Linked DNA regions of Sus scrofa: regions 2 and 3 are each linked to region 1. A link is a contact called in public Hi-C and promoter capture Hi-C data. All regions are on one chromosome and are shown on one strand. Each heading gives the region's core, a stretch centred on a gene start, on an enhancer-like site or on the middle of the called end of the contact. The rest is flanking DNA. Distances are from core to core; before and after follow the strand shown. Region 1 holds the start of TMBIM1 (protein lifeguard 3). Region 2 overlaps VIL1 (villin-1). Region 3 holds the start of SLC11A1 (solute carrier family 11 member 1).

Region 1 (5,148 bases), core at 1,817-4,316:
CTTTTTCTGGGATCCCAACAGAACCAAGTGACCATTCCTCTATCCCAGTGCTGGCAAACTGATGAAGTTGTAATTACCTGCTCTATTATTATCTCCCTTACACTGTGAGTTTCTTGCGGACAGGGGCTGTGTCCTTCAGTTTTGTTTTCTCCAGAACCAGAAATTCCTGTCTATAGACAGTAGGGGCTTAATTAATAATCTGCTAAGGGCCCTAAAGATAAGGACCTATTCCTTTTTTTTTTTTTTTTTTTTTTTTTGGCCATGCCTATGGCATGTAGAAGTTCTTGGAACAGAGATCAAATCCTCGACAGCAGTGACCTGAGCCACTGCAGTAACAAGGCCAGATCCTTAACCTGCTGTGCCACAAGGGAATTCCAAGCCCCTTTCCTTTTATTCAGACATAAAAAGGCAGGGTCCAGAGAAGGAGACATCATTCATGGGTTGCCTGTTGTGAATGGTTACTCTGGGCTTGGTGCTCTGGGTGTTCTTTCAGGATTGAAATTGTAAAGAAAAAAATGCTAAAAAAAAAAAAAAAAAAAAAAGAAGAAGAAGAAGAAAAAAAAATGCTACCTGCCGTTCTAGTTCTACAGGATCCAGCCACTGGCCAGGGCAGTTGGCCTTCAACTGTGCACCCTGAGGGGAATTCAAGGTGGAGGGGGGGAAAAAAAACCCCAAACAGGAAGCATTCTGTGTTTTGGTTATAACGGTCTCTAGACAGTTAAGGTGCACATCTAGGAATTCTTGTCGTGTTGCAGCAGAAACAAATCTGACTAGGAATCATGAGGTCATGGGTTCAATCCCTGGCTTTGCTCAGGGGGTTAAAGACCTGGCATTGCGGTGAGCTGGGGTGTAGGCCCGTGGCTGTAGCTCTGATTTGACCCCTAGCCTAGGAACCTCCGTATACCGTGGGTGTGGTCCTAAAGAGCCAAAAAAAAAGCACATCTAAGGAAAAATTTCAGTGACCCCAGATTCTCGCATCTTCCTATTCATAGAATACTGAAATCATCAGCTTGAGAAGTCGGTTCTTTATGATTAGGAGTATATGTTTTTATGCTTGACCACGTATTTTTTTCCAGCAAAAAAAGATGGTGTATATTCTAGTTCCTCCTGTACCTCTTCGGAGCAGTTCCTCAGTGTTATCTGAGAGGCTACAGTCCTCGGGAAAGTCCCCCCAAAAAACTTAACTCACTTTTATGTTGTGCACTTTTCTTTCAGTCGACATAGTCTTGATCCCAGGATCAGAAAAATGGGCTCAGGAGAAAGAATGAGCAGTAAGGCTTGTGTGGGGCTTGTCTGTCTACCGCCTCACATTCACTTTCTCAGGGGGCGGGTGTGATTGCTAGCTGGTTCCCCTTGGAACCATTCTGACAGTTCTAGAAAGTGGAGGGTGCTTTTGGGAGAAGGGGCCCAAGTGCAGAGAGCATCAGGGGCTGTTAGGAGACCCGGCCAGATGCTGCAGGGCTTCACAGTTCACCAGGGCTCCCTTCATGAACACACAGTTCATGTTCTGAGCTCCAGGGGGAAACTGACATTGAGCAGAATTGTACTTGCCCTGTGCCCTTGCTTGAGAGATCACGCTTTGGGAGGGGACTTCCTAAATCGAGGTCTTTGATCCCTAGGAATGGGGTGGCTGGGAGAGTGAGCCTGCTATAAGGTCCACTAATGTCAGAGCTTCCAGATAAGTGCACAGGCTCCTCCTTCTTGTCTTGGTCTGGAAAAGAACTGGACTGGCCCCTGGATATAATAATGTAAAGAAAAGTGCTTATTGGAGTTCCCATCGTGGTGCAGCGGAAAGGAATCTGACTAGGAACCATGAGGTTGTGGGTTTGATCCCTGGCTTCACTCAGTGGGTTAAGGATCCCGTGTTGCCATTAGCTGTGGTGTAGGTCACAGACAACAGCTCAGATCTGGCTTCAATTAGACCCCTAGACTGGGAACCTCCATATGCTGCAGGAGCAGCCCTAAAAAGGCAAAAGACAAAAAAAAAAAAAAAAAAAAAAGAAGAAAAAAGAAAAAGAGAAAGAAAGAAAGGAAAAGTGCTTACTGATGGGTTTGGAATCAGGAAATGCTCAGGTGGTCCTGGTTGTCTAGCTATGTTTTGTCAGGTCACCACCGACTGCCATTCAAAAAGAAAAAGTGTCAACAGGCTGTGAATGACATTTAGTGACAGTGTGATCTGTAGCTACCAGCCTGAGAAAAGCACCTTAAATAAAGCTGTTCATCTACTGGAAGCCTTGGCGTAATGGAAAAAAAACATGGACTTTGGAACTATGTAAACTCGGCAATGTTTCAAAACTTCCCAGAACTTACTTCCTTATCGGCAACATGGAACGACCAAGTACATCCTGCCATTAGTGGCTGGGAGGGTGGAGAAAGCTCCCAACCCAACGTTGTGCACTGAGAGAAGTTATCCACATCCCAGGATTTCTGACCCTAAATCACCTGCTTTCCTGGTTGAAGAAACTTCAGGCAGGCAATGCCATGGTTCCCAGGGCCAGAGAATCTAAGTTCCGTCCATCTCTACATTTGGACATTTGAAGTTTTTATACTTGAAAAGCACATTTGGCTTAAAAACATGAAATTGTCAACAATGTTCATCATGATTTATGTCTAATAATGAGAAAATGGGAAACAACTTAAATGTCCTTAAAAGTAGGAAACCGATTTTATAAATGGGCATAACTATGTGATAGAATACTTTGAGGCGTTAAAACTATGCTTCTGAAGAATACTTAGTGACAAGAAAAATGTTCATGATAAAATGTGAAATAAAAGATAAGCAACAAAGATTGTGCAATAGGACCCCACTCCAGAAAAACAAGTGATACACAGAGCTATATAAGCAAAGAAACACTAAAATGCAAGCGCTTGCCGCTGGCATTCAGGAGGAGTGGAACAAAATCAACTATACTTTAAGAAAATGCATTTTTGTGTTTTGAATTTCCAACAAGGATCATATGCTGCCTTAAAATGCGAAACCTCTAAAGTTCTTGCGGGGAGGAGCACGACCCGGGAGGACGCAGGCGGGACCCGGGGCGGACCCCAGCGCCCCCTGGCGGCACCCCGAGGCCACGCCCCAGGGGCCGGCGCGTCGGGGCGGGGCGCGGAGACCCAGCCCAGCCCAGGCCTGCGCGGGTGGTGCCGGACTCGCGACGCCGGGAGGTCGGGAACGCACAGTCGAGAGCGGTAGGCAAGCCAGGGGGCTCGGGACCGGCGGGAATGGGGCACCGCGGGCCGGCGGGGAGCGGGCCGGGGCTGAGGCGGCCCTGGGACGGGGCCCCAAACTTTCTCGGAGTGCGTGGAGGGCGGGAGTGGGGCTCTGTCGCCCTCACCTTTGGCGTTTCGATTTCCCTGTGCGTCCCGGGCGGGCGAGTGACGCCTGCTTAGCTTGGGGAGCCGAGCTGCGGGTTGTGCGCACAGGTGATCGTGGCCGGGGTCTGAGGGTGTCCTGTCCCCCGCTTCTTGGCGCGTGTCTATCGCAGGGCGTGGCCACCGCGCCAGCCCCAGGGTGGCCAGCTGTGCGCGGGATAAAGGCTCTCTGGGCCCTGGGCTGGTGAGAGGGGGAGGGGAGGCCGCCCAGGGCCCCTGCCCCGGCCTCTGCTTGGCTCTGCCCGCCCCCGGTGCCAGCTGTGGTGTCCACTGGTGACCGAGTATTTGAGTGCGTGGGGAACCGGGTGGAAGTGAAAGCCGTGAGCAGCCCACATCCTTGGCGTGAGGAAGACGCCACCTCTGTCAGGACGACTTTGCCTCAGCCGGCCCACTTCTAACCTCCGCCCCCAAGCTGGGTTCACAAAGTACTATCTTCCTCGTGGCCTCTTTGGGTTGGAGCAAAACAAACAGGAAAAGAGAGGGGAAAACGGTGGAGCCAGGGGACAGTGGCAGGAAAAGTAGAGGAGGGCTGCTGGGAAGCTGGGCCCCAATCTTGTGGGTTCTGCACCAGCTTCTGTTCTCTGGGGCACCATCCCCTCTCCGGCCAGGGTGGCCTCTGTGTGGTATCCAGGGATTGGAGTTCCTCCTGAGAAACCTGGACATGGGATGGGGAGGGATGGGTAGCCTGGGAACCAGGGTCAGAGCCAGATGTCATGGAAGGTCCCTGGGGTGTCCAGTTCTCGGGGCTCTGAAATATTCATCTCACTGGTGAGCTTTGGTTTCAGTGCTGGCGCCTTTGGCTTGGCCAGTGGTGGCAGGAGAGCCAGGCCCTTCCTTGAGGCTAATATGTCTGAGGCAAGGGGGCAGCCATACTTCCTCCTCACCTGCCTGCTCTCTTGGTCTCTCCAACCATGAGGACCCAGAGACCCGGTTTATAACTTAGAAAGAAGTAGTGGGACCACACAGGGTCAAGGGCCCTGACTTCCTGCCTTCTTGTGCTATGACCTCAGGGCCTCACCTGTAAAAACAGCACGTCAGAGAGGTAATGACAGGGGTGCACCTTAAGTCTGGAGAGAACCTCATATCCTGAGCTGGGTAATAGCCACCTTAGCTCAGCCTCTGCCCATGGAAGAGCGCTTCCATCCCCCAAACTTGTCATCTCTTCAGACCAAGCAGAAGCCCCAGGGAAGGGACACACGCTGTGTGTTTTCAGAGGGGGCTGCCCAGGAAGGGCCAGAGTGTGGAAGCTCATACAGCTCCCTGAGAGGAAGGCCTCTGCTAACCCTGATGCGGCCTTTCTGGAGTATTCTGTTGGGAACCCTATAGAGAGGATGGCCTTGACCACATCTTCCAACACGAAGATTCTGGGGTTCTAGGCCAAAACCTGGGTCTTATTTTGAAGTAGGAATGATACCCAGAAGTCCACAGTGCTGGGTACCTCAAGGGTACTCAGTGCATTGGTCAGGGAGGAAGAGAATGAGTCCTTATTCTTGTAGATAATGATTGGTATTCTTCCCTCTTACATAAAGGTGATGTCAGGGGATGGCAGCCTCCTGGTTCTATGCTGCTTGGAGATGTCCCCCAGCCCTTGGCAGTGAGTCCCACGTTGGAGGTTATCACAGCAGCTGTCTGGGGGTGGGATGGGGAGAACCCCTGAAGAGAGAGTGGCTGGGTGTGAGGGGCTGGGTATTAGGGCAGGGGTTTTACCCTATGAAGAGTTGGGTCGTGAATCATTGCAGGTCTACCTGTAAAACAAAGGTGGCCTGGTCAGCCACCCAC
Region 2 (5,148 bases), core at 1,815-4,314, 130 kb before region 1:
CAATAATTAATCTTCCTATTGAAAATACCAAATATGGTTACATCACTTTAAATGACTTTGAGTTGGAAATCGACAGTACTTAGTTCTGTACACAACTCATCTCAATTGAAATTTTGGGGAAGGGAAAACTAAACTAAAATTTAAACTTGTTGATTCTTATCACCTAATATTATTATGGAGGATTGGAAAGTTGCATGTGGCCAGATGCTGTTATCACTTTAGAAGCCCTGACTATAATTTAGGCCTATAAGAAGATAGCTTCTGTTTTGTAGGGAATATATTTATGTGTGTGTGCACACTCAGAAGTTTTGTCTCAGTAGGATAGAATAAGAAGCAAATCCATGAATTGTTCTTCTATTTATCTTTTGATTCCAAAAGCAACTTGTTTACTTGCCATGGTCTGTTAATTTCAGGCCTAACTTAATGGCTCAATAACAAATATAAATGTGTTTACATTTTAAGAGGTATGCAGTGATACTTAAAGATCGGTTCATTAACTCTGGGAGGCAAATACTAGACTAGGCATTTCTTTATTTCTCTCCTTGAACAAATGTAAAATTCTTCTAAAAGAGAAACTTGAAGAATTAAAACCTCAGCAAGTGAATTCATGAATTTACTTATTCTTCCTTACTGTGATTACCATTATGGAACTATATTAATATAGCTCTACATATGTACAGCTACATATATAGTTGATAATGAAAATTATTTGGTAACACCTAAATTAAAGACATTTTGGCAGTGTCTCGTGTAGTTGAGCATTGTGAGGGGAGAGATAATGGGGGTTTGGATACATACAGGGAAAAACGATAGTTTGTGAACTCATTTGTGATCTGTTGAAAAGAGATTGTATTAAAACAAGTAAAAATGTTACTCCTCTCTGTCCTCTGAATTGACTTCAGTGGATGCTCTTAGTCATCCAACCTTTTTGCCCTGTTTAATTGATCCCCTGAGGTGGTCTTTTGCTTTAAATCGGGGAAACAGGGGTGGATCTCCAGGTACGTGTGGATCTTGTGTATACATGGAGATTTTTAGAAAAATGACCAACAACCCAGTACTAGATGCAAGTCACTAAAGAGTGTCCTCCTAAAACAGATCCATCTTTTTCCTCATCTTGCTTTACACCAAGTAATGCTCTTTAAGTATGTACAGAAACTAAACAGATTTCTGCCCCTAGCTATTTTCTAATGCATTACTTTAAAATTCTTATTTTGTCTCTATCAGTATCTTATTAACAATGGAAAAAATACATATATATATTTTATTGGAAAACTATAGTTTGTTAGGACTTGAGAGTTTTGTGACAGGTTTCTTTTGGTGTGTCTCATCACGACCACTGACTCCTTTATGGCATGCTTTGATTACTAGACCTCAGGCTGTCTCTTTTGTTGTATCATACTTATACACAGTAAACTTTCCTTTCCATGTGTCTGAGTCTGAGGTTTTGAAGTTTATAATAGAAAATGTGCCAGTATGAATACAAGCAGTTGATTTCAGTAATTTGGACTTTTCTTAAAATGCAGAAATTTGAAGTAGAGGCGTGTCCATTGGTGTCAGAATAGAGTGGGTGAGGGGTCTGCATCAGGACCAAAGTTCATTAGGTCCATTGCCAAAACGGAAGAGCAATCAACTGAAGTGGTCTGTTTCAAGAGCAGAAGGGGAGGAAGAGTGAGACACCGTGGTTGTACACACCTCTTGTCCTTAGATTTCCCTCCCTCTCTTGTCCTTCCATCCCCAACTTCTCTGGCCTGTTGTCAGTGTTGTTTATTTATGCTATGGAAAGGAGAACAGAAGTAAGCTTCCCACACTTTGCCTAATTGAGCCACTACCAGGTTTGCTGGCAGCTTTGGCCACATTATTTGTGAGGTGATTTTCTTTGTGTTCAGAGTGACTTTTGATTCTGATTCTTTATGTTGTTTTGTATGGAGCGGCACTTTATCTGTGTTTTAGCAGAACTGTTCCTCTGTACCCTTTACGGTTTTTCCTTGTTTTTGTTTCCTTTTTAAATTATGCATTGAGTTTTTTGTGTGTGTGAAATTAAAGCCTTTATTAACCTTGTGTTGGCGCAACTGTTATTTCTGAAAAGGACATATTCCTGCAGACAGTTAACCAGTTGAAGTTGTGGGAGTCACCCTCTGTCGGCCTTCTGACTTGGACGTCCAAGCAAGCAGCACTGTTACAGCGTCAGGGAAGTGGGATGGGAAATCAGGTATGGCCAAGTCAGCACCCCCCTCCAGTGGTTTTCATCCGAGAAGACTGAAGCTTTGCAGAGGTTCTGATAACAGTTTGTAAACCCAGCGTTGGCCTTAGCTGTGCTCTTCCTTTGCCTTATTACTAAGAGGACCAGAGAGCCGGTGAAATAGCGTTTGCATTTCATACTTTTGTTAGGCCTCAAGCCGAGGCCCACGGGGCACATTATCCTCACTGGGTACTGGTTCATGAGCGTTCCAAAACCTCCTAATAGGGCTACCGCCTGGGCCATTCAGCTCTTTCAAAGAAGGGGTCCCCTTTTACTTGTCACCTGAGAAAAGCATATGTGAAAAGGAAAAGCCATTACTCTGGGAAAGATAAAAACTGCAAAATGCTTCAGCCCACCTGCCATAATTAAAAGTGAGTCATGATAAAAGCTAAGGAGGGTTCTTCCTAACTAATGTTCTGTAGAGTGGGCTGCTCTTCTAAGGAGAGAAAACTCTTGAACAGGATGGTTAAGAAGTAATAAACAATGCAACCACCTTCTTGAGAGCTGAACTTGGGACCACAGGCTTCTGACAGAGGCATCATCTTTCTGGAGGAATAGGATACTAAACAAAAGTGGCATCTCCACAGGCTGCTGCTCACAGGTACTATGTAAATTTTCAACTGGTATGTAGCACGAACACCAATAATAACAATGAAGTCTGCAGGCAGGGTAGGGTACTATCTTAAGCACAACTACTCTTGCTTCTCAAAATAGTCCTTTTTCTTTCTTGAGATTCTGTTGTTTCCATCGAGGCAGAGCAGAAAAGGCAGCAGGAGTCATCCCCAAGGCCTTGGTGAAATCTTCAATGGACAGGTGCTCCTAGAAGAGGAAATGGATCAGAGGGCAGAGGTCACATTCTTGCCAGAGTTTGCTTTGATGAGTCATAGCTGTGGTACCAAGTCAAATGAAGGGCAAAAACAGGGGCAATGTTGTGAGAGCCAAGAAAGGGATTGGGGTGGGTGGGTGGGGAGCATGACATTTTGAGGTCCAAAAGATTTGATCCCTGAGTTAGTTGGAGCACTTTTTTTTTTTTGGATCAGGGTCAAGTTCACACTAGCCCTGAAATAAAAATTAAGACATTTGGGGTTGCTTCTCTTTTCAGGTCTTAATTTTCCTCTTCAGAAAAATGGAAGTTTTGGGGGTTTTTTTGTTTTGTTTTGTTTTGTTTTTTCTGGATTTTTTTTTTTGTCCATGCCTGTGGCATGTGGAAGTTCCTGGGCCAGGAGTTGAACCCATGCCACAGCACTGACCTGTACCACAGCAGTGACAATGCCGAATCCTTAACTCACTGTGCTATAAGAGAACTCCCAGGAAGAATTTCTTAGAGGCTAATTCTTGCTTCTTTGTAATCCTTTTACGGGGATGAAAATATATTACATGTGAAACAGCCTTGGAAACAAGGTATCTGTTCATCTGTCTTATCAAATAGTGAATTTACAGCTCTTTCTGTAAGCTTGGCCCAAAGAGTAAGCACATGAACCCTAGAAGGGAGTCTGCACAAGTCAGTGTATAAGACCAAGTTGTTACAGGAAACACAGCTCTTGGAGCAAGAGCCATCACCCTTGGGAGGGGCTCACCGCCCTGTGCCCTCCTTTGCTTTGGGTGAAGTTAGAAGGCCGACTGCAAGGGGAGTAGGACAGAGCCAGTGTTGTCTAACTTCACAGGCTGGTGTAGCACTAACAAAGACCCTGACAGATTTGAATAGTCCCACTTTCAGGTAATGAAGCTCAAGTTCAAGAAAGTCTGGATCATCTGATCCCAATTCATGCTCCACTAACCCACATCCCTGAGTGAGTCCAAGGATCCTGTAAAAGCCTCTTGTCACCTTTCCCTCCCAGACCTGCCAAGTATATACTACTGTGCACACAGGGGACTGCGTATTACCATTAGAGTTACCTTCATCCCTCTTGGCTTCTAGGTTAAAAGGCAACATGTTAAAACCTCATCAGCCTTTTTTATTTCACTGTGAATGTGTCAGCAGTTAATCTGGGGGTTCTCATTGTGGCTCAGCAGGTTAACCCAACTAGTATCCATGAGGACTCGGGTTCAATTCCTGGCCTCTCTCAGTGGGTTAAGGATCTGGCATTGCCGTGAGCTGTGGTGTAGGTTGAAGATGGAGCTCACATCCCGTGTGGCTGTGGCCTAGGCCCGAAGCTGCAGCTCCAATTCAATGCCTAGCCTGGGAACGTCCATATGCCACAGGTGCAGCCCTAAAAAATAAAAGAAACAGCAGTTATCTGTGGGAGCAGGTTTTGCTTAGAGACAGTGGCAGGTAGCAGCAAAAGTACAGCTGAGGTGCAGGGGAAGATTGCAAAAGAAGAAGCTAAGAAAGCAACAGAACAAATTCAGAGTCAAATTTTGCCTAGCTATCTTGAGTTGAAAAATTTTTGGATAAATGGCTTGTCGGAGTTCCCGTCATGGCGCAGTGGTTAACGAATACGACTAGGAACCATGAGGTTGCGGGTTCGGTCCCTGCCCTTGCTCAGTAGGTTAAAGGATCTGGCGTTGCCGTGAGCTGTGGTATAGGTTGCAGACGCAGCTCTGATCCCGCGTTGCTGTGGCTCTGGCGTAGGCTGGCGCTACAGCTCCGAATGGACCCCTAGCCTGGGGACCTCCATATGCCACGGGAGCGGCCCAATAAAGAGCAAAAAGACCAAAAAAAATAAATAAAAATTAAAAAAAATAAATGGCTTGTACTGGCTTCACTCATCCTCTGAATGATCCCGAAGATTAGACAGCGAAATTCTACCTTTTCATTCTTGGCTTAGAAATCGTAACTGAGAGTCACCTTTCTAGGCCTTGAGTCTCTTCAGCCACAAGACTGAAATGACCTCTGCTTCCAGCTTGAACATGATTTACACTAGGTAAACTGTTCAGAATAGGCCAAATATTCTCCAGGCATGCTCAGG
Region 3 (5,148 bases), core at 1,174-3,673, 69 kb before region 1:
TTTATTTTGATCCTAGAAGCTTTAAATGGCTCTTGGGTTTTTTTGTTTTTTGTTTTTGTCTTTTTGCCATTTCTTGGGCTGCTCCCGTGGCATATGGAGGTTCCCAGGCTAGGGGTCAAATTGGAGCTGTAGCCGCCAGCCTACACCAGAGCCACAGCGATGCGGGATCCGAGCCCCGTCTGAAAACTACACCACAGCTCATGGCAATGCCGGATCCTTAACCCACTGAGCAAGGCCAGGGATCAAACCCGCAACCTCATGGTTCCTAGTCGGATTCGTTCACCACTGCACCCTGACAGGAACTCCTGGCTCTTGGGGTTTTGAGCCTACGGATGCTTCCTGTCCATGTGCAGCAAGCTCACCTTAGGGTAGTAGAGATGGCAGATCTCACCCAAGTCCTTGCCTGTCACCACGCCCAGCCGGGCAGCAAGTCGCTGGCAGAGCAAACCCAACACCGTGGCCCACAGCAGCACCCAGAGCAGCTGTGAGAAGTCGGGGAGAGGCCGTCAGCCAGAGGGACCAGTCCCCAAGAAGCCCCGAGCTATTGGTACCCACTAAGTAAGGACACTCCCTGAGGAGAGAGTGGGGAAGATGGAGCGAGAAGACCCCCCCACACACACACACTCTGGTAGGGCTTCCCTGGGGACCCCTTTCTGGCCCATTTGAACAACACCTGCTCCCAGGAACACGAGCCATGTACGCCACCTTGGGGAAATGTGGCAAACTGGCGGTCTCCACCCATCTGGTCCCCCCCCCCGCCGCCCACGGTGCCCCGACTTGATCACTTTGAATCCAGCCACAGCGCCAGCCTGAAGATCCGACTGGATGTTTCCCGGGTCCAGGTAAGCAATGCTCATGAGGAAGCCGGGCCCGGTGAAGGCCCACAGCTTGCGGAGGCTGAATGTGCCCTGTGGTCGGGGTGGGGAGGACGGAGTGTGAGAGGTCCTGGGCAAAAGGGTGGGGGCAGTTGGCCTGGACCAGCTCCCCCAGCTGAGTCCCCCCACCACGCCCCACCCCCACCCCACCCTGGGCTCACTGGCCCAGGTTGGCCAGTCCTGTCCTCCATTCCCCATTCCTGGAGCTGCCAGGCCTGCGGGTGAGTGGAGCATGCAGGTGGGAAAACCTCAGGGTTTGCTGAGTCACGGCAGATCAGCTTTCTGGATGCTTCAGTGTCTGTGGCCTACATCTGACCCCACGCCAGCCCTGACTCAGGAGATCCTCAGAGCCCGAAGGGGAGCTTCCCTGGGTCAGGCTTTTGTGGCCCAGCTCCTCCTTCCCCAGCCCCTTCTCAGACCACAGGTTCTTCTCTCTGAAGTCCCCTGAGCTTAGGGTCTTCCCACCCCCATTCCAGGGCTAGGTCTGGCAGCCTGGGCATCTGCTAAAGATTCTGGCAATGCAAGGGAACACTGCCCTAGAAGCCAGCCCGCAAGTTCCACATCTCCTGATGCCTTAGTCTGCCTCCTTTCCTTCAAAGTTACAACAAATCCTCAAGGCTCCAATCTCAATGCACCCCAGGTCCCTTTCCCTTCCCAGGAAAGTTCAGATTTGTTCAAAAAGCTGCCTGGTGATTTTTAGACAAATTGTCAGCACCCCAGCCAAACACTGGGGACAGAAACAGGAAGACGGCAGTTACCACTCTCCATCTGGAAGGGACTTGCCCTGGTCTTCGGGGGACCTCCCTCCCTTGGCCAGAGAGATCCCATGGGATCCTATCCATCCTAAAAGACCCCAGGAAGTTTCCAGCATTCTCACCGGTTCTGCATTCGGGATGGGGATCTTCTCACTCAGGTAGGTCCCTCCGGGAGGTACTTGTGGTGGCCCTGGACTCGGTGAGCTGGAGATGGAGCCATATTGGGTTCTGCTCTGCTTTGGGGGGCCTGTGTCACCTGCCAGGGGCCCCAAGAGCCTTGGTGAGTGACCTGCCTGTTTCTGGTGGCAGGGCGAAAGCAAATGAAGCCCCAGCTGAATAGGAGCCCTTGATTTCTTTCTTCAGTCCATCACATCCATCCCTCGACCAGACCTTCCAGAAGATGTGTGAGAAGCAGAGCCTTCTGGATTCCTCTCCTTCCATGTGAATGCAGAGGTCCCCAGATCCTGATGGCCTCTTGCCACAGAGGATGTGGAGAGGGCATGGGCTCTGAGCAGGGAAGACTGACGCCAACGTGTGTGTCCTTTGGTCTCATCCCTGCCTCCAGCTTCCAGGGAAACCCCAGAGGTTCCAAACCCACAGAGATGAGGCAGGGGGAGGCTCTGCCCTTGGCAACGTGAAGCGCCTGACCCCAGGCTCCTGTCCAGAATTGTGGTCAAGACCAGGACTCCCACAGGGGACCTGGGGCTTCCCTTGCCCCTCCTGATGCTCTCCTCCTGCTCCAATCCAGGCTCTGTCCCTGGACAGAGGGGGCTACTCACCTGTCATGAGGACCACAGACTCAGATGCTCTCTGTGTGAGTGGTGTGCTGGGTGGCTCTCTGGTCCACCCGTCCTCTCTGGGAACCGGTGAGTGTGTGGGTCTATAGCCTTTTACGCATCTTCAGCTCAACTTGGCTGTCCTCACACATGCCCGGGGCATTGTGAAACACTTTCCAAAGGCAGAAGTGGCCAGCTCTGACGGAAGGGTCTGGGTGGCCACAGAACAGGCTTTCATTCCCCTCCTGGCGTGAGCCTCGCACCACCCTCTGGCTCCCTTCCGGGAACCCCGAGTTTTCTGCCTCCCAAGTTAGCTCTGATTTCAGACGCTTCCTGCCACTTGAGCATTCACGTCTAGATCACACGACTAACCCTCCAGCGCCACACAAACAGGCCCTTTTCCTTTTTGACCTTGGGTCCTATGGCAGCAGGTTGGCCTAATGGGTGGGAGGGAGTCCCCATGACCACCTAGGAGTGCCACAAAGGAAAAGACCTTCCAAGCCCGGCCACGGGGACATGCATTGAAGTTCCAGGCTAAGGAGGTCCTCTGAAGAAGAGGGTCCTGGAATTCTGGTCTTGCTTCTACCATGGATCCATTTGACGTTGTCACCAGATCCTGTCCTGCCTCTGAGCTTATTTCTTCTGTTAAATGAAGGGCTCAGACTAGTTAAGAGGTCACAAGTTTAGGCGTCCAAGGAGGCCAGGCAGGGAAGATAAACCATGAGACAGGTTGGGAACAGGAAAAACAGTGCTAGCTCAGTGCGGAATGATAATGATGCTGAGCCTTGGTGGTGGAGGGCAATAGGGAGTGGTGGAGACTCTAGCGAAATAAAGGTCATACCTTCTAGAGAGGGCAGTGCTCACAGAATTGCAGCCAGCTGTCATGTGGGGAATGGGGGTCCACTGTCACCACATCTTCTGATTTGCCAAGGATGCTGGAAATCTTGGAATTCGATACAACACATGCTTTTTGAACACCAGGCTCAAGTGTTTCAACAATATTGTATAATCTATGGAGTTCCCATGGTGGCTCAGTGGTTAACAAACCTGACTAGTATCCATGAGGATGCGGGTTTGATCCCTGGCCTTGCTCAGTGGGTTAAGGATCCAGTGTTGCCGTGAGCTGTGGTGTAGGTCACAGACGTGGCTTGGATCTGGTGTTGCTGTGGTTATGGTGCAGGCCAGCAGCTATAGCTTCAATTCGACCCCTAGCCTGGGAACCTCCCTATGCCATGGGTGTGGCCCTAAAAAGACTAAATAAATAAATAAAAATATTGTATAATCTAAACAAACGTTCCTATGGGCTGGATTCCACTTGAGGAATCCATCTGTCTGTAACCTCTAGACCTTTCAGCTCCCAATTTCTTCTGCTCACCAGCTGCCAGCTCCTGTGCTCCCCACACCCCCCTCCTTCACAGCCATCTCTCTGCCATGCCCACTCTTGTCCTCTATCCTGTAGCCTTTCTTTTCTGCCACGAAGATTTACAGCTCACATTGTCACGGAGTTTCCAACTCCAAAGTCTGGGACCTTAGAACCCAGAGAAAACAGGGGCAGGTTCTCATGCCCAGACTAGATCTGAGCCAGGCTGTGCCCCCTGTTGAGTCAAAAACCTGAACCAAAGTTTTGAGGACCCAGGATGTTGGGTCGGGGGTGGGGTGCAGCTCATCTCCCATCTCCTCATTGATGGGGGCGGTTGGAGGGACTGGAGAGGCAGAAATGTGGGAAGAGGGGTGAACGTGGGTGAGTGAGCAGAGAGCAGCAGCAGCATTTGTCACTGTGCGAGTCTGTGGCTCAAGGTACTGTCACCATCCCTGACCTCTAGGGTTTCTGCACCTTTGCAATCACTACCTTGGGCTCATGTGGGGGTGGCTGAAGGTGGGGGGGGCACGGGGTGGGGGGAGTTGTGATGGTTTGATTTTTTTTTTTTTTGGTCTTTTTAGGGTCACATCCCCAGCATTTGGAAGTTCCCAGGCTAGGGCTGCAGTTGCCAGCCTACACCACAGCCACAGGATCCGAGCTGCATCTGTGACTACACCAGAGTTCACAGTAATGCTGGATCCTTAACTCACTGAGTGAGGCCAGGGATCGAACCCTCATCCTCATGGATACTAGTCAGATTGATTGTATCTACTTGACTGGGCCATGGGGTTCCTGGTTATTCTGAGTGTGTCTGTGAGGGTGCTTTTAGGAGGAGGTTAATATTTGAATGGAACAACAGTAAAGCAGATTTTTCTCCTTAATGTGAGTGAACTTCATCCAACCCACTGAAGATCTCAAGACAGGAAAATGCTGAGGAAGGGAGAATCTCTCCCTGCTGATTGTCTTTGAACTGGACATAGGTCTTCTGTCTTCACACTTGGCTTGGACTGGAATTTATATCATTAGCTCTTCTGGGGCTCCAGCTTGCAAATCTTGGGACTTCTCAAAGTCTTGGGGTTTCTATACTTGCATGAGTCAATTCCTATCCAGCTATCCTTTTATCATCTATCTATTTATTATCTATCTTTTCTTTTTTCTTTTTCTTTCTCTCTCTCTCTCTTTTTTTTTTTTTTTTTTTTGTCTTTTTAGGGCCACGCCCACAGCATGTGTAAGTTCCCAGGTTAGGGGTTGAATCGGAGCTGCAGCTGCCAGCCTGTACCACAGTCACAGCAACGCAAGATCCAAGCCATGTCCGGGACCTACCCCACAGCTCACCGCAACGCCAGATCCTTAACCCATTGAACGAGGCCAGGGATCAAACC

The links. Promoter capture Hi-C pulls out the DNA fragments that hold promoters and counts their contacts. A called contact is a pair of places that touch in the nucleus more often than the background predicts.
Region 2: a promoter capture Hi-C map of liver shows a contact between it and region 1, with 2.6 times the contacts expected there. The contact joins the enhancer-like site here to the promoter of TMBIM1 in region 1. A contact is called at or near these places in 2 of 5 promoter capture datasets (fetal skeletal muscle and liver), 5 of 47 Hi-C or Micro-C datasets (alveolar macrophages, blood, embryonic fibroblasts and 2 more) and 1 of 2 datasets of contacts at active chromatin or transcription factors (alveolar macrophages).
Region 3: a Hi-C map of epiblast stem cells shows a contact between it and region 1, with 3 times the contacts expected there. The contact joins the promoter of SLC11A1 here to the promoter of TMBIM1 in region 1. A contact is called at or near these places in 3 of 5 promoter capture datasets (fetal liver, fetal skeletal muscle and skeletal muscle), 27 of 47 Hi-C or Micro-C datasets (alveolar macrophages, blood, embryonic fibroblasts and 13 more) and 2 of 2 datasets of contacts at active chromatin or transcription factors (alveolar macrophages and skeletal muscle).

What each region holds. Positions count from the first base shown.
Region 1 is chr15:120,362,973-120,368,120 of Sscrofa11.1, reverse strand. It overlaps TMBIM1 (protein lifeguard 3), which reads left to right and starts at 3,066. Exons shown (of 12, transcript XM_021076202.1): 1 at 3,066-3,186. All of the region lies in intron 2 of PNKD (probable hydrolase PNKD), which reads right to left.
Region 2 is chr15:120,489,462-120,494,609 of Sscrofa11.1, reverse strand. It overlaps VIL1 (villin-1), which reads right to left. Exons shown (of 21, transcript XM_001925167.6): 21 at 1-3,058. The coding sequence ends at 2,945. USP37 (ubiquitin carboxyl-terminal hydrolase 37) reads left to right here. Exons shown (of 24, transcript XM_003133658.6): 24 at 1-2,058. Among named protein-coding and RNA genes, the nearest start is that of VIL1, 29 kb to the right of the region's middle. Within about 2 kb of position 3,064, at least 5 of the 83 cell types and tissues checked have an H3K27ac peak or open chromatin away from gene starts, as enhancers often do. A contact at or near this core is called in liver, where this site is marked.
Region 3 is chr15:120,431,375-120,436,522 of Sscrofa11.1, reverse strand. SLC11A1 (solute carrier family 11 member 1) reads right to left here and starts at 2,423. Exons shown (of 15, transcript NM_213821.2): 1 at 2,410-2,423; 2 at 1,753-1,886; 3 at 786-908; 4 at 363-482. The coding sequence starts at 2,416.